4 separate regions of the Mus musculus genome follow, and regions 2, 3 and 4 are each linked to region 1. Evidence: chromatin contacts called from public HiChIP or PLAC-seq and promoter capture Hi-C data. All regions are on one chromosome and are shown on one strand. The core of a region is the stretch at or near the end of the contact, and the rest is flanking DNA. Distances in the headings are between cores, read along the strand shown. Region 1 holds the start of 2410003I16Rik (a long non-coding RNA gene). Region 2 overlaps Hlcs (holocarboxylase synthetase (biotin- [propriony-Coenzyme A-carboxylase (ATP-hydrolysing)] ligase)). Region 3 overlaps Hlcs (holocarboxylase synthetase (biotin- [propriony-Coenzyme A-carboxylase (ATP-hydrolysing)] ligase)). Region 4 overlaps Hlcs (holocarboxylase synthetase (biotin- [propriony-Coenzyme A-carboxylase (ATP-hydrolysing)] ligase)).

Region 1 (6,002 bases), core at 3,423-5,922:
CCCTGCCTACCTGGCCGTTCTCCTTCTAATCTGGAGTGCAGGTAACAGTCTTGGTGGTAAGATCAATTCCTTAGTAGGCCTCTAGAAAGGTCAGGCCTGCCTAGGGTCGGGCCCTCTCCTTTTCAGTTTCCAGACATATTTCTGGCAGATAAAGGGAGAGAGGCTGATGGGAATTGACTGTGCAAAGTCTCTTGGTACTAAGAGTGCACCCCAGGTGTTCTGATGTCCACCGGGAGTCAGCAAATGTCATGTTTTCTCTGTGTGAGTGCTGATCTCGAGGGAAGCTAGAAAGCCAATAGAGCCCCCTGAGATTGCCTTCCTAACTGCTGGAGTCTGGGTCAGTGGGTGTGGTTTCTCTCTTGAAGTTAATTTAAATCCAGATTTTAGCAGGGGTGTGTAATGGCACCTGGCTGTCCCCACATTGACCCCACAGGGGTAAGCTCTGAAGGTGCAACTCACTGCCTCTTGGACACTTTCAGACTTCTAAATCAGGAACCAAGGCTCCTGAAGGGGACAGGGGATATGCAAATGAGCGTCCTCACCAGGAAAGAGTCTGAAGAGAGGCCCTCCCTTGTGGCACCACCACAACAGATACTGCTGATGTTGTCCTTACCAGAGACCAGGCTAGACCAGGCTTCCAGAATGCCAAGAGCATTTCGATGTAGTTTTGGGAAGTAAATAGGATATGGGAATTAAAATGGCTTTTTTTTTTTTTTTTTTTTTAAGGCAGGATCTCACTATGCTGCTCTGGATGGCTGGGAATTTGCTATATAGATCAATGAAGACCAGGCCACCTGTCTGCCTCTGCCTCCCAAGTGCTGGGATTAAAGGCACGTGACACCCCACCCAACCACTCTATTGTTCTTTACCTTCAGTTGCTATGTTTGCTTGAATAGTTTCCCCCAAATTCATGTAGACGTGGAGCCTCCGATTGTGACTTGATTTGGAAATAGGACCTTGATGGGTATATAGGAAGTTAAGTGAGGCCACAGGGGATGTAGGTGGCCATAAGCGAATGTGACTGCTGTTCTTATATGAAGAGAGGAGATTGGACTCAGACCAGAGAGACAGGAGAGTTGCTGTGCAAACCAAGGAGCCCCAAGCACTGCCAGTGTAAGACTCCGGGGAGCCTTAGCTTTCCGGGGACCCCCGAGTGAATCACGCGGAGCCAGGATAGGTGCAAAAAGCAAGAGGAATTTATTGTTCCAGTGCACTGGGGTCAACCCAGACCCGAACAAGAGGTGGCAACCCCAGCACCCAGTTGGCAAGTTTTTATATGGCTTCCAGGGGCAGAATAGAGCATCAGCAACTAGGCACAAGATGATTGGCGGAACAGTGCACCCTTTAAACTGAGTGGTCTTTAGGGAATGAGGTGACAAGGACTTCCCTTGTCTGAAGGTGGACAACAGTCCGTCCTGAGGAATGTGTCCCCACCCGCAGGTCAGTTCCCGCCCTGTGGTCTGAGAAATGTTAATTGGCCTCTCCCTTCTGTAGAGGCAAGTGTTCCATGACCTTCCCAAAGTTCCTAAGCTGACCTTTTCACCAGCAAGCAGCCGAATAGAGAGGGGACTCCGGGGAGTCTTCTGAAGGACCCGGCAGGCAGAAGGGGTGTCCTGTGTAGAAAGATAATGAAGCAAAACCCAGGTTTTCTTCAGTCTGTCCTTGATCCGGAGCAGGAGGATAGCAAGAGTAACAACTTGTCCCAGAGTTGGCCACCTTTGAAGCCACATAGCCTGGATATTTCCCATGCTCTCCAGTCTCAGCCACACCCATGCTCTCCAGTCTCAGCCACACCCATGCTCTCCAGTCTCAGCCACACCCATGCTCTCCAGTCTCAGCCACACCCATGCTCTCCAGTCTCAGCCACACCTTGATCAGAGAGCTTTTTCTGTAAGACACAAAGTCCTCTCAGTTTGGCAGTTCCTCAGAAAACTGGACATAGTACTACCTGAGGACCCAGCAATACCTCTCCTGGGTATATACCCAACATGTAAGAAGGACACATGCTCCACTATGTTCATAGCAGCCTTATTTATAATAGCCAGAAGCTGGAAAGAACCCAGATGTCCCTCAACAGAGGAATGGATGCAGAAAATGTGGTAAGTTTACACAATGGAGTACTACTCGGCTATTAAAAACAATAAATTTATGAAATTTGTAGGCAAATGGATGGATCTGGAGGATATCATCGTGAGTGAGGTAACCCAGTCACAAAAGAACCCACATGATATGCACTCACTGATAAGTGGTGATAAGAAGCCCAGAAGTTTGGAATACCCAAGATACAATTCACAAACCATATGAAACTCAAGAAGAAGAAAGACCGAAGTGTGGATACTTCAATGCATCTTAGAAAGGGGAACAAAACACCCATGGAAGGAGTTACAGAGACAAAGTATGGAGTAGAGACTGAATGAATGATCATCCAGAGACTGCCCCACCTGGGGATTCATCCCATAAACAACCACCAAAAACAGACACTATTGTGGATGCCAACAAGTGCTTGCTGACAGGAGCCTGATATAGCTCTCTCCTGAGAGGCTCTGCCAGTGCCTCACAAATACAGAAGTGGATGCTCATAGCCATCCATTGGACTGAGTACAGGGTCCCCAATGGAGGAGCTAGAAAAAGGACCCAAGGAGCTGAAGGGGTTTGCAGCCCCATGGGAGGAACAACAATATGAACTAACCAGTACCCCCAGAGCTCCCGGGACTAACCACCAACCAAAGAGCACACATGGTGGGACTCATGGCTTCAGCTGCATATGCAGTAGAGGATGGCCTAGTCGGATATCAGTGGGAGGAGAAGCCCTTGGTCCTAAGAAGGCTCTGTGCCCCAGTGTGGGGGAATGCCAGGACCAGGAAGCAGGAGTGGGTGGGTTGGTGAGTGGGAAGAGTGGGGAGGTTGCTTTTCCGGAGGGGAAACCAGGAAAGGGGATAATATCTGAAATGTAAATAAAGAAAATGTCCAATTAAAAAAGAAAAAGAAAAAAAAAAAGACATAAAGTCCACTGGCTTACTCTGACGACCAGGCTGCCCACCCCAAGGTCACTCAGAACTCAAGGCCATTCTCCTTGTAAGTGGGTTTGCATCATCTCTCCCTTAGCCCAGTCTCCCCAGGTCTAACCTCAAGCAGTTAAGCACATGGGCTGAGAGTCTGTCATTTCAATCACCCACTCACTGTAAGAAAGCCAAGGTGATACGCAAGGCTTTGTGGTCCTTGGCTTGCGGTTGGAGGATGCTCCAGCATCTTTACACTGCTGCAGAGCTGACAGCTCACACGGGATTCCAGGAAGCCGTTCGGCTGTCTTTTTGAGAACTGTGGAGTCCTGAGGTTTGGAGGCTCCAAAGCAGGTCTTGTTGCTCTGGGACCAAATTTAAACTCCAACAGAATGGAATGTCCTATCTCTAGAGACTTCCTTTCTTGGAGATTTAAGGTCCCTTCCTAACAGATGGTCTGTTGAGGGCAGAACCTGGGTCAAAGACAAAGTGGTGAATGTCGGATTAGCAATAAGAAACCTCACAAAACACACTAGGATGCCTTGAAACGCATAGGTAGGGAAGGGGGAGGCGAGCAGAAACTGAGGACCACATTTGACTTTGGGTGTAATTTCTGCACCCCCCGCCCCGACATCACCCCCCCCCTCATGTCCCTCCCCCACGATCCAGCCTGGTTTTTACTTCACTCTCCTGCTGCCTCTGTGACTTCAGTGACTGCTTTCCCCATCTGTTCCTCATCCTGTCTCCTGCCCCCTCTAGCCCCCCCTTGTCCCCTACCCCCCCTACCCCCGCGCAGAAATGGAGCCTTTCTCCCAACCTGTTTCTTTCTGCTGCTGACCCATTGCCACGGCAACTCTGCAGCGCAGCAACATACTTCCTCTTCCAGTTCTTGGCACTTCAGAGTAAAAGACAAAAAAAAAAAAAAAAAAAAGTCTGCTGCAGTGGTGCAAATCTCCCCCTTCTTCAGTGTGTTCACTCAGAAAGCACAGCTCAGCCCCTGTTTCTCGCTCCTAATCTCTGCTTCTCCTTCTGAGATTTATAGCTCAGATATATGTCTGCCCCTTCTTCAAGCTAGCTACAGGCTGGTGTCTTCATCCATCACCCTGCCTGCTATCCATCTCACACCGTGGTCAGTCCTCGAGGGCCTGCTGCACCGGCTCACCCTCTTCCCGTTTGCCTGGTGCGTTCCTTTTTCCTTTCTTCTTCTCCTCCTCACCTTAGTTCTCTTCCTCCTCCTTTTTCGTCTTCTTGCTCGTTTGTTTGTTTTTGAGACGGGGTCTTACTGCGTAGTTCTAACTAGCCTGAAACTCCGAGATCTGCCGGTCTCTCCATCCTGAGTGCTGGGATTTAAGGTTTGTGCCACCAGGGCCAGCCTCCTTGCATTTTTCTAATGGAAATTTTACACCTCCCCAGAGGACAGCAGTGTCAGGCACCTGCCTGGCCACCTAACATGGGTGAGGTGGGGTGGGGAAGAGTCCTTGTCTTTTCAGCAGCATCAGGCACCTGCCTGGCCACCTAGCCTGGGCCTCCTTGTCATCTCAGCAGCATCAGGCACCTGCCTGGCCACCTAGCCTGGGCCTCCTTGTCTTCTCAGCTGTTTGCCGTTGCACATAGTTCCCAGAGGGTGTTGGGAGGAACAACAGTCCCAAAGAATGGTCTACCAAATGAAGCACCATTCAGTAAAGAAATTGTTTCCTTAAACACACGGTCCCTAAAGACAAACAAGCATAGAGCTCGTTATTGGGGTCACATGGGCAAACATGCCTTGGGGACAGTTCATTCTGTGTGTCAACTTGGTTGGGCATGATCCAGATATGAGTCCAAAAGTTATCCTGGATGTTTCTGTGAGAATGTTTGTTTCTGTCTCAGGGCAGGCAGAAACCTGGAGGCAGGGGTTAATGCAGAGGCCGTGGAAGGGTGCTGCTTACTGGCTTGCTCGCCATGGTTTGCTCAGCCTGCTTTCTTATAGAACCAGGACCATCAGCCCAGAGATGGCCCCGCCCACAATGGGCTGGGCCCTCCCCCATCAATCACTAATCAAGATATCCCCTGTAGCTGAATCTTACCGAGGCACTTTCTTAATCAAGGCTCCCTCCTTTCAGGTGACTCTAGCTTGTGTTGAGTTGACATAAAAACTAGCCAGCACAGTTAAATCGATACAGTAGACAGCAGAGGGCATTATGCCCATGATGTAGGTGGCCTCATTTCGTTAGCTGGAGACCTAAATAGACAGGAAAAAAAAAAAAAACCCACTGCCAAGGGGGTACTCTGTTTAGGGAATGGTCTTGAAGTCGAACCACACTATTGACTCTCTGAGGGACTTTAATTAGTATATGTGCATGTATGAGTTAGTCTGTGCTCCTCAGCTAGCCTGTGCACCTGTGCGCTGTCTGTGGAGATCAATATCAAGTGTCCCCCTCAGTTGCTAGCCACCTTACTTTTTGAGAGAGGGTCTCTCACTGAGCCAGCTTGGCTGCCGGTTGGTCGAGCTCCGGAATTTGTCTCCCTGCACCCACCCACCCGGGGGTGACAGGCATGCATAGCCATGCTCAGCTTTTTCTTTATGCTTGCACGACAGTTTACCCACGAAGCACTCTCCAGGTCCTTGTCTGTCAGTATTTCTAAGCTCACTTTAAAGATCAAAACAGGCACAAGACACATATGCAAGGTCATTCATAATGGGGAACAGAGCTGGGACCCAGCTGGCCCGTGTGCCTGCAGGCTGCTTAGCTTCACAATCTGCCTGCCTTTCCCTGGTGCCAGGGTGGAGTCTCTTATACCAAAGTGTCTTGTGCATGTGGTATTGATAAGCTTGGGTAGTAGGTAGACCGAGTGGCTGAAGAAACGGGAAGCAGTGTGCATGCCCAGCCTTAAGCAAGTGTGGACTAATGTGAGTCTTGTCTTCTGCTGGACAAGACCTATCTAGACCCCAGGCTTCAGTGGAGATGAACACACCATGGAGGTGACCTGGGCAGTGACCAGGTGATGGGGGACAATTCCCCT
Region 2 (5,715 bases), core at 1,960-4,459, 240 kb before region 1:
CAAACAAACATATACATACACAAACACATATACACACACAAACACACTTATATACAAACATACACACATGTACAAATGCATATATATGTGTGTGTGTATATATATATACATATACATATACATATACATATACATATATATATATATATATACATACATACATACATACACATTCTGGTGGTAAGCTTAATGTAATTTAATAACACTTCAAAGTTTTCTTTATATTTTTCAAAATTGTCTATGATAGATGTATGTTACTTTCATATTGAGCCAAGCTAGTTATTAATAAGTAAAAAAACAAGCTAGTGTGTCATCAACTTTGGAAGCCTCTCACATGTACTTAAAACCTGATTGTTTGGACTCTGACACTTGGTTGAAATTTGACATCTGACTTAATTATTGGGAGCAGTCATCCTCAATCTGGGTAGCAAATATCCTCCATATCAGATATTTATATTTTGATTCATGACAGTAGCAAAACTTCAGTTATAAAGCGGCATTGAGATAATTTTATGGTTGGGGGTCACCAGAGCATGAGGAACTATACTAAAGGGTCGCAGCATTGGGAGGGTTGGGAACCGCTGGTTTAGGGGGTGTAGCGTTGCCAGTGGGCTGTTTGACTCCTGTGAGTGGCATGTCACAGTCATGGCTGCCCGGCTTACTAGTGAGCTCCAGGGTTGGTGTGTGGGTGCCTCACTGGTGCTCACCCGTGTGAGCAGAAGGCGTTGCTGGACTAGTCACGACTGGAGCCCTGTTCCTGCTGGGGTGACCCAGAACCCTCCGCACTACTTCTCCATGAATAAACCCATACAGGGGCCAGCGAAGGTCAGGCTGACGGGCCGAACGCTTGATGTAAGATACATTATGGGCTAGCATTACATGGTGGCCTTCCTGTCAGCCCTCCATCCAGTAGAAGTGTTGGCAGGAATGCAGCATCACTGTGGGGTATGCCGTGGGAGACACACATTTTGTAAGGAAAAAACAGAGAAGGAACCCATTTCTGTGATGTTGTGTAGGAAAACTTAAACATTTATTTTATGTAAAAAGATAATAATTTTATAAATAAAAGCAGACTTCTTTTTTCAGTGAAAACTGTCTTGTTCCCCTGCCTTCTAATCTCTGTCCGAGGGAGGGCAACAAGGAGGAGGACACACTGGAGTCTCTGGCGGCTCCTGTGGAACGGCTAGGCCAGCTGGGATTTAGAGCCACCCCCACCTTCCATCTCATACCATCCCTGTCCGTGTGACATGTTGATGTTTCCCGGGTGGCCAGAGGATGCAGAAGAGCATGGACGCCTCACCTCTAGCCAGGGGGGCTGCCATTGCTCTGAGGAACCCCCACCTCTAGCAAGGGAAGCTGCCATTGCTTTGAGGAACCCCCACCTCTAGCCAGGGGGGCTGCCACTTCTCTGAGGAACCCCCCACCTCTAGCAAGGGGAACTGCCATTGCTGTGAGGAACCCAGGCTGTTTGCAGATTTCCCCCGGCCTGGCTTCCCACTCAGTTAGGGAGCACACACACATTTTTTTGTTTGTTTGTTTTGTTTTGTTTTTGTTTTTGTTTTGCTTTCTTAGGTGTGCACGAGGCTGGGCGCAGTGATGTGTAGGTGACCTGGGAGACTCCCGCTGGACTCCTGCTTGGCAGGAGCTCTTTGAGGGCGTCCAGTTACTTGCCCTTGGGATCAAGATGTAACCATAACAAGAAGCGACAACTGAGTTTGTTGATAAAGCAGCTGGGTAGAGTCATGATTGTGGTGGTGGTGCTGGTGGTGTGTGTGTGTGTGTGTGTGTGTGTGTGTGATGTCGGTGCTGTGGGAGTCGTGGCATGAATCAGTACATGCTTAAAGACAGAAAAGGGTTACAATATTCCATTTTGATTCAACCCAAGATCATAAACAAAGAAACTCTATTCCCTTCCTCAGACCCCAGCTCCTGTTGGTGATTGGCTGTTGTTGGTGAGAATCGTTTTTTATATTTGTAGATGTATCAGAAAGCCCTTAGTGTGGCCTTTCTGCCCAGGGAATCCCTTCCTGAAAATTCATTTTCAATTGCTCACATTGAAGGTGTTTAGTGTGGTGTTTTAACACATAGCTGTCACGAACTGCAAGCTTCTCTTCTGGTCTTGTTGCTTTATGACAGAATGTAGACTAAGTCATTCCATGCGGGACCTCCCTTCTGTCTGCACTGGCCACTTCATTCAGCAAATATTTGGGAGCTAATGAGGGTGGGCCAGGTGCTGGGGCAGTTTGGGAGACACAGTCATTTCTTATCTTGATGACATGCTTTTTGGCTAACCGCGTCTTCTTAATGTGCTTCATGGTCTCATCTGGACTCCCCAATAGGCAGGATGAGGTGCCTGCCTGCCTGCCTGCCTGCCTGCCTGCCTGCCTGCCTGCCCGTCCATCCATCCGTCCATCCCTGGCATGGGGAACCTGAGCTTTCATTTACTTATTTACTTAGGTGGGAATCAAACCCAGGGCCTCACTATTGTATTACCGAGCTGTGTCCTCAGCCTGAAAGTTGGGTTCTTTCTTCTTAGTATTTAAAAACAAAACTGTGTTGCGGGGTGATATATGCAAGTATGGCTGCATTAACCTGGCAAGCGTGTGGGGCAGCCAGGGACTGACCGAGATCTGTCTGTCTGCAATCACTTCTCTATGCAATGGTAATGTTGTTGTTGTTGGGAGACAGGGTCTCTCCCTGAACATGGCTCTCCCCATGTTTCGGCTAGCCTAGCTGCCTAATAGCTCCAGGGACCCCCTGGCTGCATCCCCTGCATTAGAGCTACTGCCTCTCCACTGCACCCTGCCAGTGTTGTGCTCGCCGAGCTGTCTTCCCAGGTTGTGAACTAGCTGTTTGGAGCCTAAAGTGCCTAGTGTTGTTGCTTTTTAAATTTCAATATTCCATTTAAGAAAAAAAAAATCTCTACCTGACAGATTTTTTTTTTTTTTTTAAGCACAGTTTTGACATGGAGCCCTCCCCTCCCTCCTGTGGCCTTTAGGCCTAGTTCTGAATCTTAAATAAGGGACAAACTTCTAGCAATACTTTAAAATACAGTTAAAGAAATATTTCTTTGGAGATCCAAATCGGAGAGAAAGTCGGGGTCCCAGGTGCACTGGGTGGCTCCTGGTGTGCGTGCGTCTGCTGAGGTCTTGTGGCGGCTGCTTTACAGAACAGCCCAGAGCAGCTGGCAGATTAAAGCCAACATTTAAAAGCTTTTATAGCTGCGAATGTTTTCAAGGGCCTTTCATATACCTTTCTCTCTTTTCTTCTTTCTCTCCCCACCAATACTGGAATTTTTTTTTTTTTTTGTTCATTTTGACTGACTTCCTGTTATCAAGTACAATGCCCGTGTAAAGGCCACACAATCCCTTTTAACTCCGAAATGCAAAAAGCGGAATTCACGGGGTGTTGTCCTCAGTCTCCTTTTTACAGGCTGTTTTTGCGAGGAGCCTTTGAGCTACTGGGTGACCTGCCTTTGTGTGTGGATCTTGTTCTCACAAGCATGTTCCAAAGCTGCCTTCGGGGTCCACACTGGAGGGCAAACATCAGGCAGGAGAGAACTGCTCACGGGAGAAGGAGATGCCCACAAGACAAACGCGGCTCCTGTTGCTTCCCGGCCAGGCCTTGCTGAGTTTCAGCGCATGATTTTGGTTTTCTCTGAGCCGACTTTTTTTTTTTTTTTTTTTACGGTAGGATCTGGAGGGGTTGGTGGAGGTCCACGCAGCTCTGCAGCCGCTTGCTCACGGTTACGCCGTGGCTAGGAAGGGCGGCTCTGTTTCCATAGACTATTTATATCCAGCGTTTATGCAGTCACAGATTTGTGGATGGGAAGCAGGCTCATTTGGAATAAAAAAATCCTCCAAGAGCAAATGCTTTCTGTCTCCTACACTAGCTCCCTAATAGCTGCCATGTGTGAGCGGGTTTGCATTGTGCCGTTCGTTACCTCCTGGGAAGCCGACTGAAGCCGTTTCTACTAAATCTCGGAACGTTCTTACCAGCAGAATTTTCTCTCTCAGGTCCGACAGACACATCCCTAGGAGATAGCCCACACTGGTACTGGGTTAGGGGGCACCATCAAAAGGCCCTGTGATCAGGTGCAGAGGTGAGACCTGGATTCAAGGTGGCCGGTGGTAGGCACCCATGGTAACTGGCAAGGCCTGGCCCTGTGGCCAGGAATTCCTGTCAGTGCAGGAATGTGAGTATCTGGGACCTGATGGCCACTTGGAAAATGTATGCATTAGAGTGAATATCACGTGCTCTTTCTGTCCATGCTAGTAATTTGGATGTTGCTCTGATGGCAGAGCTGGCATCTTGGACAAACATGAAAATTCAAAACAATCAGGCCAGCCTTGACGCTGTACCTGGGTGGGGGGCAAGCCTCAGCAGAGAGGGTCAGGGTGCTGCAGTTGGTCTGGGTCCTTCTGGCACCTTTCTCTGGCTTCCTTAGGAAATCAGGGAACTCCACCAAGGTTAGTCTGCCTGTCTGTATGTCCACCAGGCACTTACTACAGACGGAGCATACATTCTGGGCAGACCTTCCATTGCTCAGTCCTACCACCGGGGGGTGGGGGTGGGGGCTGGGGGGTGGGTGGGTGTAAGATTGTGTGCACTGAGGGTTTGGGGGCTGTGTTTCTAGGCTCCTGCTGGGAGTACGTGAAGTTCCCTTCCTTCAGCATTTGGTAATGTAATCAGAGGAAGGCTGGTCAGAACTCCCATCTATAGCTGACACAGGTCAGGTATCATGTTGTTCACTATAAATGTATACAGATTTAATGTGTCAATGAAGAAGAGGGGTATACTGGAGTTAAAGACTACAGTGCCGGCTCCAACTGGTCATAAGGGAGAGTATCCCGCATAACACAATTTTAGAGTTTGTGCCTCATTTTTATCTCCCGAGGAACATGGCTTTTATAGGTGAAAATGGCACAGCCATTAGAAGATTTGCTTTAATTGCTGTTGGTAGTGTTTCACTTTCTCATGTTAGCCGTGCGCATGTGCATGTATCCATTTAAACGTGTGTCTCCTGTAGCTAAAACTGTACTGAAAATAAGATCCCCGAGGGACAGCCTGTCTCTGTGAAGCACTTCTTTGACCCCGAGGATAAGGAGATGCTGTTGGAATATCTGGAGACCTCTGACACCAAGGGAAGTCACACCTCTCCCTGTGACTCACAAAGGGTCACAGTGTAAGGGGTGCTGTGTGTGTGTGTTTGTGTGTGTGTGTGTGTGTGTGTGTGTGTGAGTCTCTTTTGTGTGCATTTGCCTGAGAGAGGGAACGGTGAAGGCGAGCTTTAGCACAGGACATTTAAATTCTAAATGTTTGTGAAGGTGCAAGTTATCACCTGTCTGTAAGGACAGGAGGAGGGCCACTCTGTGTGTCAGCGTTGCAAACTAAGGCTAAGGCTTATTTCAGCCTGAACTTTAAAAAATATTAAATAAGTTTACCCTCTACACACAAGTGAAAGTTTAGAAAATTAAAACTAGAAGCCATAATAATAAAAGAGTAAAATTCTCAGAGAAAGCTGAGAGGATGGCCTCACCTATTCCCTTCTCAGTTCCTTACAAATAAAAAAATTTAACTAATTAATAAAAATGTGGAAGTTGTACATATTTACAGGATTCCCTGCGGATGTGTATATCGTGTGTTTAATCAGCTTCCCCTTCCCATTTGTAATTTCTACAGATAAGCAAATATAACTTTTAAAAGATGTACCAG
Region 3 (6,465 bases), core at 1,802-4,301, 130 kb before region 1:
CTTTAATCCCAGAATTTGGGAGGCAGAGGCAGGAGGATTTCTGAGTTTGAGGCCAGCCTGGTCTACAAAGTGAGTTCCAGGAGAGACAGGGCTATACAGAGAAACCCTGTCTGGAAAAAACAAAACAAAAAACAAACAAACAAACAAAAAGCCCAAAAAACAAAAGTAGCGGGAACCCTTTCATGTTGGCATCACAGAACCTAATGCCTACTCGAGGCATAACTGGAAAATAAGTAGAACTGTGTGCGCAGATGCAATGATGGCCTGCTGTGAAATCTTAGAGGAGTGGTAATTCTCTAACTTAAGCAATGAAGGAATTCATTCGGGGCAGGATATAAAATTAGCCCATAGCAATCAGTAGATTTTATCACAGGTAGTAACTGTGAAATATTGCGATATGTATTTACAACAGCAAAGAACCTGACAGGAATGCCTAAAGAGATGTATTTATGCAACATTAGACTCCTTGCTCACAGGGCAACTTGTCTTCACAAACGCTGCAATTCTCAAATTAATTTAGAAAGTGTATTTATACAAAACAGACAGACAGACAGACAGACAGAAACCCTCAATATCTGCAAAGGCCTGAGGAGAGCAGTGTGGAGGACGGGGCTCACCGGGTACTGAGACGTGCTTGGTAACTAAAGCTGTGTGACGTCAGCACAGTTAGGGATGGTGACCAACGCCAACAGAGAAGGAATCCCTTCCAGAGACAGCCCCGAGTACATTAGACCCTGTACCAAATGAAGGAGGGGTCCCACACCTCCACGGCAAGGGTGGGGAGCACATCTATTAACAAAAGGTTTCCCAACCAACAGTTCTGAGACAAACTGTCAGGAATTGGAAAAATAAAAAGCCAGGCCTGTACCAAAGTCTTATCCTCCTCAGGAAGGAACTCTCACCGGGGCAGGAACACATCCACACACAAGAAGCCAGTGAATTCCTGTATGACTCAGGGATGGGGAAAGAGTCTCTAGAACCTCTAGCCATGAAGCAAAAACAAGAGGCAAAAAAAGGGAGTAGTAGAAGACTATAAGCCAAATTAAATGATAAATAACAAACTAGAAGAAAATATTTGCAATAGATAGCATAGATCATTTCCCAAACACATAAGAACTCCTTAAATGGGCAAAAGACAAATGCACAGGTCCTAACTGGATGCCCCATGCACACACAAGTGTCGTAAGCCATCAGTGAAGATGTGGGGGAATGAAGGTCATCTCTAATTGGTCCATGAGTAGGTCAGGAGTGTCTGGGCATATCTCACAAAGTCACACGAGCCCTTGCTCTCTGACCGCCATCCCACCTCCGACACTTTAGGTGCAACCCTGACTGTGTCTCCATACATGTGATCAAGGTCTGAGAACACCTAAATGATGAATCAGTGTCGAGTTCTGCACCACACAGCAGTGAGCAGACAGGAATGAGGGAGACCTCATGGATGTGCCAAATATGCCCAGCCTACACCAGAGATTAGAGAGTGGAAGGAGGGAGACAGAGAGAATGATGTAGGTCCAAGGTGGCAGCTCTCTCTAAGGAAGAGAGAGAATGAAGAAAGCAGGCATGTGCCTACCATGTGCAGAGGGGGTCATGAGAGAATAGAGACAACTGAGGCTTGGCTTGTTTTTTTATCATAGAGGTGCAGTCCAGCTAGAAGGGACGGAGGGTGGGGGAGAGCGTCGTGAGAATGCCCCCACAGGCTCGTAGATTAGAATACTTGGTCCCCAGTTTGGGAAGAGTTGGGAGTGGGTTTATTGGAGGAGATATGTCATGGGGAGAGGGCTTTGGGGTTTCAAAAGATTCTCTCCGCCAGCATGGACTCTGTAGCCCTCTGAAACCCCAATTAAGTTGCTTTGGCTTTGGTGTCTTATCACAGCAGTAGAAAGTAACTAAGACAAAGCCACACACACACACACACACACACACACACACACCCCTAACTAACAACTTTATAACATGTAAAAGGAACAACAATTGGTGGGAGGGAGTGAAGTCGGGATCACCACCAAGCCTGATCACATGGGCAGAAGGGATGGCCGCATGGGATGAAGACGAAAAAGGACTCACTGTTTGCTTGTATGCCTCAGGCTGCCGAGGACTAGAACTACAGGCAAACACTCAACTCTTTCTCTCATGCGTTTGTTCTAGCAGGGCGGTCAGTCCTTCTGATCTCTGACCATAGCATTGCCTTAACAAACAATCATGTGCATTTTATAAATTAAAAAAAAAAAAAAAAGATTTGTGCACTTCATAGGTTGGAGGTTATATCTCAATACAAAGTAGAAAGCGGGAGCAAAAGAAAATAGTTAGAACTCAGAAGTCTTTTTCTTCTCAGAGTACTCCTTAGGATTCAGTTCTAGAAGCAGGCAACATAGTTACTGAGTCAGAAGGTAGTAAAAGATGACAAAGCTGGCATCCATGGGTGTCGGGAAGGTCTGCTTATGGTGGTCAGTGTGCATTTATTAGGCTCTTACTGTCTGACCCTGCCATCTTCACAGTTTATCTACATATCTGTTGAGATTGTGTGTGTGTGTGTGTGTGTGTGTGTGTATTTATTTGTTGAGACAGGGTTTCTCTGTATAGTCCTGGCTATCCTGGAACTGGCTCTGTAGACCAGACTAGTCTTGAACTCTGAGATCCGACTGCCCCTGCCTCTTTTTTTTTTTTTTTTTTAAGTTCCCGTAAGTTGGATAAATTCATGTGTTACCTTTGAACTTTGCTGTTCAGTGTGCACTTTGGGGCCAGCGTACCCTCTGAGGGTACGCTGTGTGTCTGTGTGTCAGAGCTCTTGTTATAATGATCACCAGTTGTCCTTCTGGGTCCTCACACTGTGACTCAGCTAACTGTTCCAATAGATCTTTCCCAGACTGTTGCTTTTCTAACTGATGAACGTGGCTGCGCCAGATCCCCACCAGTATGGGCTGCATCTCAATTAAACTTTTGCTCGCTGTTTTAGTTTTCCTATTGGCCAGTCTGCTCGGAGCACCCCTGTGCTGTCCTCTGTAATCAGAGCACTCGGTGTGGGGATTAGATCATCTGGACTGCAAAGAGATCCCGTACAGGGCTGCAGAAGTTTCAGGCTCAGCACAAGCAGGGCTTTTCTTCAGCATCCCTTTGGTACAAGGGCATCAAGAAAGGATGGCATCTATCCACGGTTGCTTTTTCTCTACTTAAAGCAGACTGCAGCAGCTTCATTTTCAGAAACGCAGCATTGACAAAGTTCATAAATGCTCCTTTGTCGACCGTGAGCTGTGCGGCTTGGCCCCCAGAGTTATCTCAGATAGCACAAATAAATCTGGCGGCCTCCAGTTGTCTCGCACAGGCATTAGCTCCTTCCTCCCCTGTCTCTGTTGCAGAGTTTCCTCTTGGCCTCAGCAGCATGGACTCACTCTGCTCGTTAGCATGGTCTGTTAAGTGCTGCCAAACCCCTAGCAGTTTGGTGTGTACGCTCCCTTAATCACTCCTCTTTGTTCTAAAAGTCCGCATTTGGTTTCTGAGCCACTCATGTTCCTGTGGCCCTGCCCCCACCCCTTTCCATTGCTGGGTGTACGTAGCGCTTGAACATCTAAGGTCCACGTGTTTAAAGAGCATTGTACATTACCCACCATTCTGAGAGCTTCTGCAGTCCGTTCACAGAATACTCAATCCCATCCCCCTCCCCCTCCTCCCATCCCCCTCCCCCCTCCTCCATTTACCCCGGGAACCCAGACTCGGGAATGGGACCCTCTAGGAAACAGGAGACACTAAATGACAATGTTAACCCTGCTGTAAGACAGAGACTCCTTCTTACAATTTCCCCCTTGTCCAGGACAAGCAAAAGACATTTTATTCTTGGCACCCAGGGGTGGGCAGGCATACTCCACCTCAAGGAGTGATTCATAGTGTCCAAGAGAAATACTGTGAGGATGTGTTTCACGTGTATTGGCACAGGTTGGGTTACTCCTGAATGCCTTGTTCTGCTCCTGCAGCTGTGAGGAAGACCCACGGTTGCACCAGCCAGACCCTGCCCAACATAGTCTTTGCACGAAAAGAAATGATAGGCTTCCTCCCCTATGCAAGTACTACACACTTCAGGGATACAGGAGGCAGCGGGTGTTGGGCGGGCGGGAGTGGGAAGGGGTGTTTTTTAAGCAGTTTCCTTCCCTTAGGGGTTCTTTTAGCCTGCAGGAGAGGGTGGGGAGCTACGCAGGGCACAGGCTTGCTTTAAGGGGCACTGCTTGCAAGAATCTTGAGGAACGCTTCAGACTGACATGTAACTTCTTGTTAATACACAATACCAGTTTGTCCTCTGCCCTGCTCAACCCCTGTTCTCCCACAAATGATGATGGATGGAAGGAAGGGAAGGAGGGAGGGAGGGAGGGAGGGAGGGAGGGAGGGAGGGAGGGAGGGAGAGAAAGAAAGAAAAGAAAGAAAGATATTCACAGAAAGATGATTCATAATAGATGCACACACATATAAGTACACATAGATTGATAGATGATACATACATATACATGTCACATACATACATATATATAGATATGCATAAATAGATATATAGATATCTACATAGATGCATGCATACATATATAAGTACATACATACATGAATGGATGGATAGATAGATTCACAGACAGATTCACAATAGATAAATGCATACACACATATATAAGTACACACATATAGATAGATAGATGATTGATAGATATATTTAGATATATTTAGTGGGAGGGAGAGGGGGGGGAGAGAGAGAGAGAGCTTGGCTTTGGCCATTAATACCTCCTGCTCTGAACTATATCCGATTGATGCCAAATCAGCAACTTCGGGAAGATGGAGAAGTGTCTTAGCATGGAAATAAAATGCAGAGAGCAAGACTTGGAGGAGACCCTGGGAGTGAAGGGCTCTGGGACGTGTGCTCGTTTTCCTTTGCCCCAGATATCAGCCAGTCAGGTAGAGATGCATGCGGTTACGCTTTGCCACTTAACCCCAAAGAGGCGTTTGCATTCTTTTCGGTGAAACTGTTCTAAAAGCAGACCCGAAGCCCAAACAGACCCAGGGTTCTTGGGAATTCTCAAAAGGTGTTGATTTATTTACTGCAGCTAAAGCGTAATTAGTTCTCAGGGGATGGGGTATCTCTGAAATGCTCTACTGCCCACATACTGGCTTTCGGAGTAATCAGAAACGTGTGCATGTTCAAACAGAAATGCACTGTAAGTAAAAACAAATGTCAGACACTGTTGTCACTTGAAGGTAGATACGAGGTAAAGGGAAAGAACTTGATAACATCGTCCAAAGAACTGTCTCCTAGCAGTCAAGCCAAGCACCAGCCAGGCTGACCCCACTCTCCTCCCTCCACCCCTGCCCCTCTCCACTCTCTTGCTCTTCACCCCTTACTTCACCCCTGTGCTAGTTCCTACCAAAGGCTGTGAGGGAAACGACACCCCTCCTTTCTACAGCTCCGCAGGTCGTTGGCCCTTCCTGACCACCATGCAAACGCACACACTTGTCCCCGTTCTGTCCGAGCTGCTGGCCCTCCTCTTCGTGTCCGTTCTAACTGACCAGTTTTTCCCATCATTTGCAGGTTGATGTTTGAGATGCCGCAGGAAATGGGCTTAATTGCCATTGCAGTTCGGCAGACCCAGGGCAAAGGTCAGTCATCGTTTGTTGTCATTGCTGTTATTTCCCTTTCCCAAAATCCACGAGTCTCCTGGCCAGAGAGCTCAGTGTGTGCTGAACCCTGAGACCACTCGAGTTTAGCATCTTTCCATTTTAACAGCCCCCTGAAATGGGGCACGGGAAAAGGAGAAGGCCCATTGACTTCAGTAGAGCACAGGCAGTCTCCCAGTCCACAGTTTGTTAACTACGCAGTGTTTGCATTTGATGGCTGTCACGCCTGCTAACCCACGCTCCCCATACATCCTGCAGGTTGTGATGGAAACGAAGTTCTAAGACATTTACTCTCCTGAAGGTCCTCGGTGAGGGTCTGTTGGAGTCTGTAGTAAGCTTACATCACATTCAGAGGCCTCCTGCTCACCAGCCCCCACGAAATGGCACTGGATCTGTGCCTGCTAAAAAAAGAGCCGGTTTCCACCACCTGCCTCTTGCAGACCGAGAGTCTGCGCTGTTCCAGAGCCATGGTGGGACCAGCAAGGGCAGAGATCCCACCAGCGTCTGTAGGAGGCATGGGTGAGGCTTTACAGGAACATGGGTCATGTTCCTGCCAGCCAGCAGCCAGCACCAGACCACCCATATCTGCTCTCGCTCAGAGCAGAGAGATGGGAGTCTGCTACTTCTTTGATTTGAGCATAAGACAAAGAAGAAAAATATATTGCAAAAAGCTATGGGAGTCTAGCTATGTAGCTCAGGCTGACTTTCAGCTCCCAAACTTCTTGCTGCAGACTCCCAAGTGCTGAAATTACAGATAAATACCACGCATGCACACCATCCATTCCCACCAGAGATGGTAGAGTTCTTAAAAGATGATAC
Region 4 (6,642 bases), core at 674-3,173, 160 kb before region 1:
GTGAACAGCAGTTTATAGCACACATAGATTCTGCAGCGATTCATATTTTGACCTGCTTCGAGGAAATACTACTCCTGCTGGCTCTACCATGCTTTTTTTTTTACCAGTAAGAATTCCTTCCTGGGTGAGCATGATGCTCATAGAAACATTGGCTCGTTGGTGTCCAGTCTGTGTTCAAATTCTTCAGCTGTATGAAGTGTCTTGTGTGACTGTATACTTCTAACCGAGATGCAGCCACAGTTATGCACTGCCGTACTTATGTTTCCTTAATCAGCTTTAAAAACAAACAAACAAATGACCCTCCCCAAACAAAAAACTACACCAGCTACATTTTGAGTTGGATGCATCTTGTACGTCAGAGGTTAAGACCAAGAACTTGACTCTGTTCAGAACGCCCTGAGTAAGGAGGCGCCCCACTTACTTCAGTCTTGTTAGCATGTGAGCCTGCCCTGTTGGTGAAGGCAGTAAGTGTGGGCTCCTCCATTATACATAGAAACCGCCTTTCGGGTAAGCCATTGTGGTTGTGAAGGTCCGAGCCTGAAATGCCCTCCTTAGGCTGTGTGGTTAAGGTTTGGTCCCCAGCTGCTGCCTTGGGAGACGGTGGGAACTTCACAAGCTGGGGCCTGGTGGGTGGAACCAGGACAGAGGGAAAGGCAACTCCGAGGTTTTACTGGGTCCTGGTCCCTTCCCATCTCTCTGCTTCCTGGTGAGCATTTATCCTCCACCTCCTGGTCCTAGACAGCTGTCTCACCTCACTTCCTAAAGGAGGGTGTGGTGGTTTGAATAAGAATGGCCCTCGCAGGCTCTTATATTTGAATGTTCAGTCACCAGAGCAGTGGGACTCAATGAAGAGATTAGCAGGATTAGGAGGTGTGGCCTTGTTGGAGGGAAATATGTCACTGCGGGTGGGCTTTGAGGTTTCAAAAGCCCATGCCAGGACCAGTTTTGATCTGTCTGCTGCCTGCAAATCATGATGAGTAGCTCTCAGCTACTGCTCCAGCAACATGCGTGTCTGCCTATGTGCCACCATGCTCCCCACCATAGTGATAATGGACTCAGCCTCTGATACTGTAAGCCAGCTACCTGGTAAGTCTTTTATTTTATAAGCATTGCCTTGGTCATGGCTTCTCCTCACAGCAACAGAAGAGTGACTAAGACAGAAAATGTCAGCTGACCATGGTCTCAAACCATGAGACTTGGTTCTCCAATACAATAGCCAGCGTGGTCCTTGCCTGGATCAGTTATTTTCTTGCTTTTGTAAATTGCTGATTTTCCTTGGTATTAGTTCCCCATTCTTTACCTACTCATTCATAAAGAGTCATTTTCTTTTTTTAAAAAATTAGATATTTTATTTATTTACATTTCAAAAGTTATCTCTTTTCCCGGTTTCCCGTCTGGAAAACTCCTGTACCATCCTCCCTCCCCCTGCTTCTATAAAGTTACTCACCACCCACCCACCCACCCACCCATTCCCGCTTCCCCACCCTGGCATTCCCCTACACTGGAGCATCTCTTGAGCCTTCACAGAACCAAGGGCCTCTCCTTCCATTGATGTCCAACAAGGCCATCCTCTGCTGCATATGCAGAGAATGATCGAGGGGGGCGTGCACTCTTCCAGGACATGCAAAAGGCATCTCAAGATGAATGGGGTGAAACCCAGGAGGCCATGGAAGCTGCCTTGGCCCTGGAGAAGAGCCTGAACCAGGCCCTCCTGGATCTGCATGCCCTGGGTTCTGCCCGCACAGACCCTCATCTCTGTGGCACCTTGGAAAGCCACTTCCTGGATAAGGAGGTGAAGCTTCTCAAGAAGATGGAGGACCACCTGACCAGCCTCCGTAGGCTGGCAGGGCCACACCCAGCGCAGACGGGCACGCCCCAGGCATCTCTAGGGGAGAATCTCTTTGAACGGCTCACTCTCAAGCACAACTTGGAGGCCTCTGCGCCTCCCTCCTCTGCTCTGCACCAGCCCGCCTCAGGACCTCCAGGCCACTAGGCAGCGTTGTAACTGCCCTGGAGCCTCTCCCAAGTCTTGGACCAAGTGAAAAATAAAGCTTTTTGAAACAGGAAAAAAAAAAAAAGAGTAGTTTTCAGAATAAGAAGTTTTATCTTTTCTTTCCTTCAAGCAGTAGTTTGCAACAGTGTGCTTTTATCTAACATGATATCATTGGCTACATGATTCATTCTCTTTGATTACGAGCCCCAGGTTTGGCCAATGAGAGCCCTTCGGGCAGGTTCTCATTCTAACTCAGTGGCTCTCAGCCTTCCCAATGCTGCCACCCTTTAATGCAGTCCCTCATGCTGTGGTTCATAGCTGTAACTTTGCTACTGTTATGAATCATAATGTAAATATCTGATATGCAGGAAATTCGACCCCTGAGAAAGGGTCGAGACCCACAGGTTGAGAACCGCTGGTCTAACTCCGCCTCCCCTCTTTGGCTAATTCCTTCCTCTCTGCCACAGCAGGCTCTTCCAGGTGTATCTTGAATTCAGTTCTGTAGTCAGCCACTTTCTACTCTCTCTGCATTTCTCATTTTGCAAGGATTTGACTTCCTCTTGTCAAGGATGGTATCAGGAAACTCCTACCTCGGAGAATGACCGAGGAGAGGGGACAGCTCTTTTTAATCCTCCCTCCTCCTTCACACCAAAAGCAACGTGGAAACTGTAACTTAGTGGCTACCTTTTAGCTAGGGGCGAACAGGTGGACTGAGGTGGGAGGCACCCTCAGCACAGGTGGGGGTAGAACGACACCCAGTAAGTACAGGGTCCAGTGCAGACGACATGATGAGGGATAGAGAAAGCCATCGAGGGGAACCCCAGGTTCTGTCCCCATCCATCTTTGACTTTTGAGCCATACAGCCTCCAGGCACTTCAGAGGGATTTGAACTGTGCTTGGAGCCATTTCCTGCAAGACACAGAAATTGCAGATTGGACTCAGCCTAGGGAAATTGCCAGTCAGAGCAGAAGAACCAATAACGTAAGAAGAAAAGTAGCAAACCCCGGATCCTACACAGTTTAACACCTCAGGGTGTTTAGGAAACAAAACTAAATAAGGCACTCACTGGAACTGAGGAAGGGCAGCTCGGAGAATGGGGACATGCTTGAGTCCAGCCCGGAGGTGAGCTACAGCAGGCTCTCTGTGCTGCTAAGACACCCGCAGCCCCCACCCCACCCCCACCCTGGGCCTACAGGAAGGAGAGATGGGGGAAAAGAGAATTGATCAAACCTAGGGCTGAGCAGAAATTCTGGGGCTGAAAATACAGTCACGTTACCTGTGTGATATCTTTTTATTGGAGGACAGGAAGTGCTGGGAATTGAACCCAGGGCCTTGTTTCCCAACTCCTACTATTGTCTCAGATTAAAAAATAAATCACTTAGTAGTTATAGTTGAGAGGAAATGAATCAAGAGAAAGGGCAAGTGGAGCAGAAGGGATAATTGAAGGAATTTTGATAGCAATTTTTAAAGAAATTGCTGAAAAATAGAAACTTGTAGATACAAGATGCTCAGAGAGTGCCAAAGAAGAAAAGTAGCATTTGAAATCCAGGGGGATTCTTTCAGAGTGTTAACCTAAGACTGACAGGCAAACCTGAGGACAGAAGTAATACCAGATAACAGTGGCGTCTGATTAATTCTGGACTTCTCATCAGAAACCAGGGGAACGGAACAGAACGAGGGTGTCTCTATGAAATCCCGAAAGAGAAGTTTCAACTCTGACTTCTAGGAGATGCGTCCTTCCCGAATCAAGGGGAAATAAGAGCATTTTGGCAGACCATTGCCGTGACACAGGCTAAAGGGACCTCTGTGAAGGAGGAGAGATAATGCCAGAGGGAACTCAGGTCCTGGTGGGAGCCAGGAGGAAAACTGGAAATGAATTGTTTGTACAAAACACTGCTTGTGTGCTTTTCCCGTATTTAATTTTTCTGATTAACCACATAACTATTTAGAGCAAGGATCATTCCATGGCCTCATGGGGTTTATAACATCTGTAGATGTGGTACACGCAGCAGCTCCAGCCTAGAGCCGTCGGTACGGGCCTTTTCGGTTCTAAGGTTTCTTCATCATACAGGAAGCAGTACAATATTGACTGTGGCGGGTTATAAAAAGTTACAGCATAGACTGTGGTCCCTGGTGCAATAACCTAAAAACGTAAAGAAACACGGCTAAGAAGAGAAATTGAAATGAATATCCCAGTAATTTTTAAGAAGCAGGAAATGAGGAGCCAAGGGATACTGTTTTAATTTTTTAAAACAAGCAAAAGGAACCAGTTTTTTACAAATTAAGTCGTAACAAGATGATGAATGATCCAAATATTCATTGTAAATCAGGTTTTGGAGGGTGCGGGGAGATAGTAGGTAAAGTGCTTGCAATCAAGGATGAGGCCAGCATTGGGTCACCAACACCACTTAAATGCCAAGTGGGTGTGGCAATCCCCAGGGCAATCCCCAGGGCAAGCTGGCTAGATAGACAAACCTGATCATTCAAGTCTGGGGTTGAGTGAGAGACCCTGCCTCAGGTATATAAGGGTGATTAAGAAGACCCCTGACAACTGCCTCTCACCCACACACACGCACACATGCATACTCATACTTACCTACTATGTATGCATACTACCCCACCTGTGAATGCACACCCCCACACATGAGTACTACACCCACATGCTATCCAACCTCCTCTCTTTATACATATTTATTATTTATTTATTTACTAACCTATTTACTTTTTGAGATGGGGTGTCACTATGTAGTTGTGGCTGAAGCTCAGTCTATAGACCAGGCTGGCCTTGAGCTCCCAGACATTCCCCTGCCTCTGTCTTCCAAGTGCTAGGATTAATGGTTTATACTATCACAGCCAGCTCATTTAGATTTCCTAAATCTGTAGTGTTCTGATGTAAGACCATAAAACAGCTTGGATACATGGTCTGTTACTGTCTGTTTAAATGCACATGAGTATTGCCAGGACCTGGAAGTGCTCACCTGTGGTTCCTAAGTGATGTGAAGTCACACGAGTAGCTGACATCCCTTCTTGTCTACGAGTAGGATCACGCCGGGAAGCGCTTGACCCAGAATTTGTCCATCACACACAGCCAACACACCAGTGGCGCTTTTTGTTGTGAGGGTGCACCCCTGAGCGAGTGCCAGCAGCAGCTATACTAGTCTGTACACATGTGATAAGAAGGGACAGGCCACCAACAGTTGGCATCTTAGAGTGGACAACTATGTCTGAAAACTAGTTTACCCTGGTCTGACCTTCACAGATTTTCCTTGCTGAATACTCCATCTGTGATAAGAAGCCATGCTGCTTCTATGGGACATGAAGAATGGCAAGGGTGAAAGCGATGGTGCTGGTATGTGCCCTGTTACATGACCTTGCCGTGTAGTCATGTGTAGTTTACATGTGACCTTGCTGTGTAGTCATCTGTAGTTTACACGTGACCCTATTGTGTAGTTATGTGTAGTTTACATGTAACCTTGCTGCAGTTTACATGTGACCTTGTTATGTAGTTATGTATATTTTGCATGTGGACCTTGCTGTATAGTCATGTGTAGTTTACATGTGGACCTTGCTGTATAGTCATGTGTAGTTTACATGTGACCTTGCTGTATAATCATGTGTAGTTTACATGTGGACCTTGCTGTGTAGTTGTGTGTAGTTTCCAGGGGCTCATTATGGAAGGTCGGGCCCTGGTTCATCCAACACCTGAAGAGTCCCTCTGTGGTCAGCAGCTGTGACAGCCCAGGGACCTCTGCCTTCTACCCTTGGTACTCTCCTATAAGCCTTTACCTTGAGTGAGGTTGGCTATTGTAACTCATCCTGACAAATCAAGTCTAACACAGGTAGTACAGCTGTCATTCCTGGGTTACAAAGGAGAGTGTAGCTAGCATCTTCCTTGCTATGTCTGTCTTGCTTGCTGCCTCTTCCTCCCCTCCCCTCCTCTCCCTGTCCTCATGGACTCTTTCCCTCCCCGTCCCAGAGAGCTAAAGGGAGCCTGGAAAAGCAAGCTGGCAGGCTCTCGGAGCCATGGCAAAGCCTCCTGATTGACAGCCTACAGAGAGCTAAGGGGAAGTAACAAGCTTAGAGTTAGATCCTCCTCAGCCAAGCCTGAGGGTGGCTGTGGCCCAGGCTGACACCAGGATTACAGTGCTGAGGGAGACCCTGAGCCAAAGGCACTTAGCACAGCCCCGCCAGATCCATAGGAACTAGGAGATAATCAACAACACGCCTGCCTCCTCTTTTCTGTATTTGGAAGGAGGGGCTAGACACCGGGGCCACAAATCTAGCTTTAAGGAAGGCTTCCTCTGTAAGCAATAGGAAATAGGATTTAACATTTAAAGGGTTTAACATCGTGCTGTTTGCAGACCATTCTAGGAGCTGTTTGGGGTCTGTGCAGTGTTGTGGGGAGAAACAGCACAACCAAAAATACGTTGCTGATGGAGGAATTAGCTTTCCTCAAGTCACTTCTGTGTTCCTTCAGCAGCCCCTTCTCAAGGTGGGCTTCACCCCGGATGCGGTCACCATCACTGTAGCCCTCCTCACACCATTCCTGGTTCCGTTGAGTGCCCCCAGTGTGGAGAATTAAGCCGCAGTAAAAGTATACTGTGGGTTTTACCGAGAGGTCACGGAGCGCCCCTCTCCCCTTGGCAGTC

Evidence for each region. Promoter capture Hi-C pulls out the DNA fragments that hold promoters and counts their contacts. HiChIP or PLAC-seq counts read pairs in DNA pulled down with a chosen protein or histone mark.
Region 2: a promoter capture Hi-C map of hippocampal neurons shows a contact between it and region 1, with 4 times the contacts expected there. The contact joins the enhancer-like site here to the promoter of 2410003I16Rik in region 1. A contact is called at or near these places in 23 of 39 promoter capture datasets (the 3T3-L1 cell line, 3T3-L1-derived adipocytes, the C10 cell line and 15 more), 1 of 484 Hi-C or Micro-C datasets (bone marrow-derived macrophages), 8 of 115 datasets of contacts at active chromatin or transcription factors (T-cell acute lymphoblastic leukemia, acute myeloid leukemia, embryonic basal ganglia and 2 more) and 5 of 9 other capture datasets (adipose tissue, embryonic stem cells, liver and 2 more).
Region 3: a contact with region 1 is called in a promoter capture Hi-C map of the HPC-7 cell line, with 2.5 times the contacts expected there. The contact joins the enhancer-like site here to the promoter of 2410003I16Rik in region 1. A contact is called at or near these places in 3 of 39 promoter capture datasets (the 3T3-L1 cell line, the HPC-7 cell line and liver), 1 of 115 datasets of contacts at active chromatin or transcription factors (embryonic stem cells) and 1 of 9 other capture datasets (adipose tissue).
Region 4: an H3K27ac HiChIP or PLAC-seq map of embryonic stem cells shows a contact between it and region 1, with 10 read pairs. The contact joins the enhancer-like site here to the promoter of 2410003I16Rik in region 1. A contact is called at or near these places in 6 of 39 promoter capture datasets (the 3T3-L1 cell line, the HPC-7 cell line, cranial neural crest and 3 more), 1 of 484 Hi-C or Micro-C datasets (bone marrow-derived macrophages), 1 of 115 datasets of contacts at active chromatin or transcription factors (embryonic stem cells) and 3 of 9 other capture datasets (adipose tissue, liver and pancreatic islet).

The regions. Positions count from the first base shown.
Region 1 is chr16:94,009,325-94,015,326 of GRCm38.p6, reverse strand. It overlaps 2410003I16Rik (a long non-coding RNA gene), which reads right to left and starts at 4,672. Exons shown (of 4, transcript XR_003951876.1): 1 at 4,216-4,672; 2 at 3,817-3,894; 3 at 870-3,472.
Region 2 is chr16:94,252,250-94,257,964 of GRCm38.p6, reverse strand. All of the region lies in intron 5 of Hlcs (holocarboxylase synthetase (biotin- [propriony-Coenzyme A-carboxylase (ATP-hydrolysing)] ligase)), which reads left to right. Among named protein-coding and RNA genes, the nearest start is that of Hlcs, 35 kb to the left of the region's middle. Within about 2 kb of position 3,209, at least 40 of the 459 cell types and tissues checked have an H3K27ac peak or open chromatin away from gene starts, as enhancers often do. A contact at or near this core is called in T-cell acute lymphoblastic leukemia and hippocampal neurons, where this site is marked.
Region 3 is chr16:94,140,512-94,146,976 of GRCm38.p6, reverse strand. It overlaps Hlcs (holocarboxylase synthetase (biotin- [propriony-Coenzyme A-carboxylase (ATP-hydrolysing)] ligase)), which reads left to right. Exons shown (of 11, transcript NM_001360045.1): 7 at 5,561-5,628. Among named protein-coding and RNA genes, the nearest start is that of Sim2, 58 kb to the right of the region's middle. Within about 2 kb of position 3,051, at least 12 of the 459 cell types and tissues checked have an H3K27ac peak or open chromatin away from gene starts, as enhancers often do. A contact at or near this core is called in the HPC-7 cell line, where this site is marked.
Region 4 is chr16:94,164,607-94,171,248 of GRCm38.p6, reverse strand. The region is part of intron 6 of Hlcs (holocarboxylase synthetase (biotin- [propriony-Coenzyme A-carboxylase (ATP-hydrolysing)] ligase)); the gene reads left to right. Among named protein-coding and RNA genes, the nearest start is that of Sim2, 83 kb to the right of the region's middle. Within about 2 kb of position 1,923, at least 6 of the 459 cell types and tissues checked have an H3K27ac peak or open chromatin away from gene starts, as enhancers often do. A contact at or near this core is called in embryonic stem cells, where this site is marked.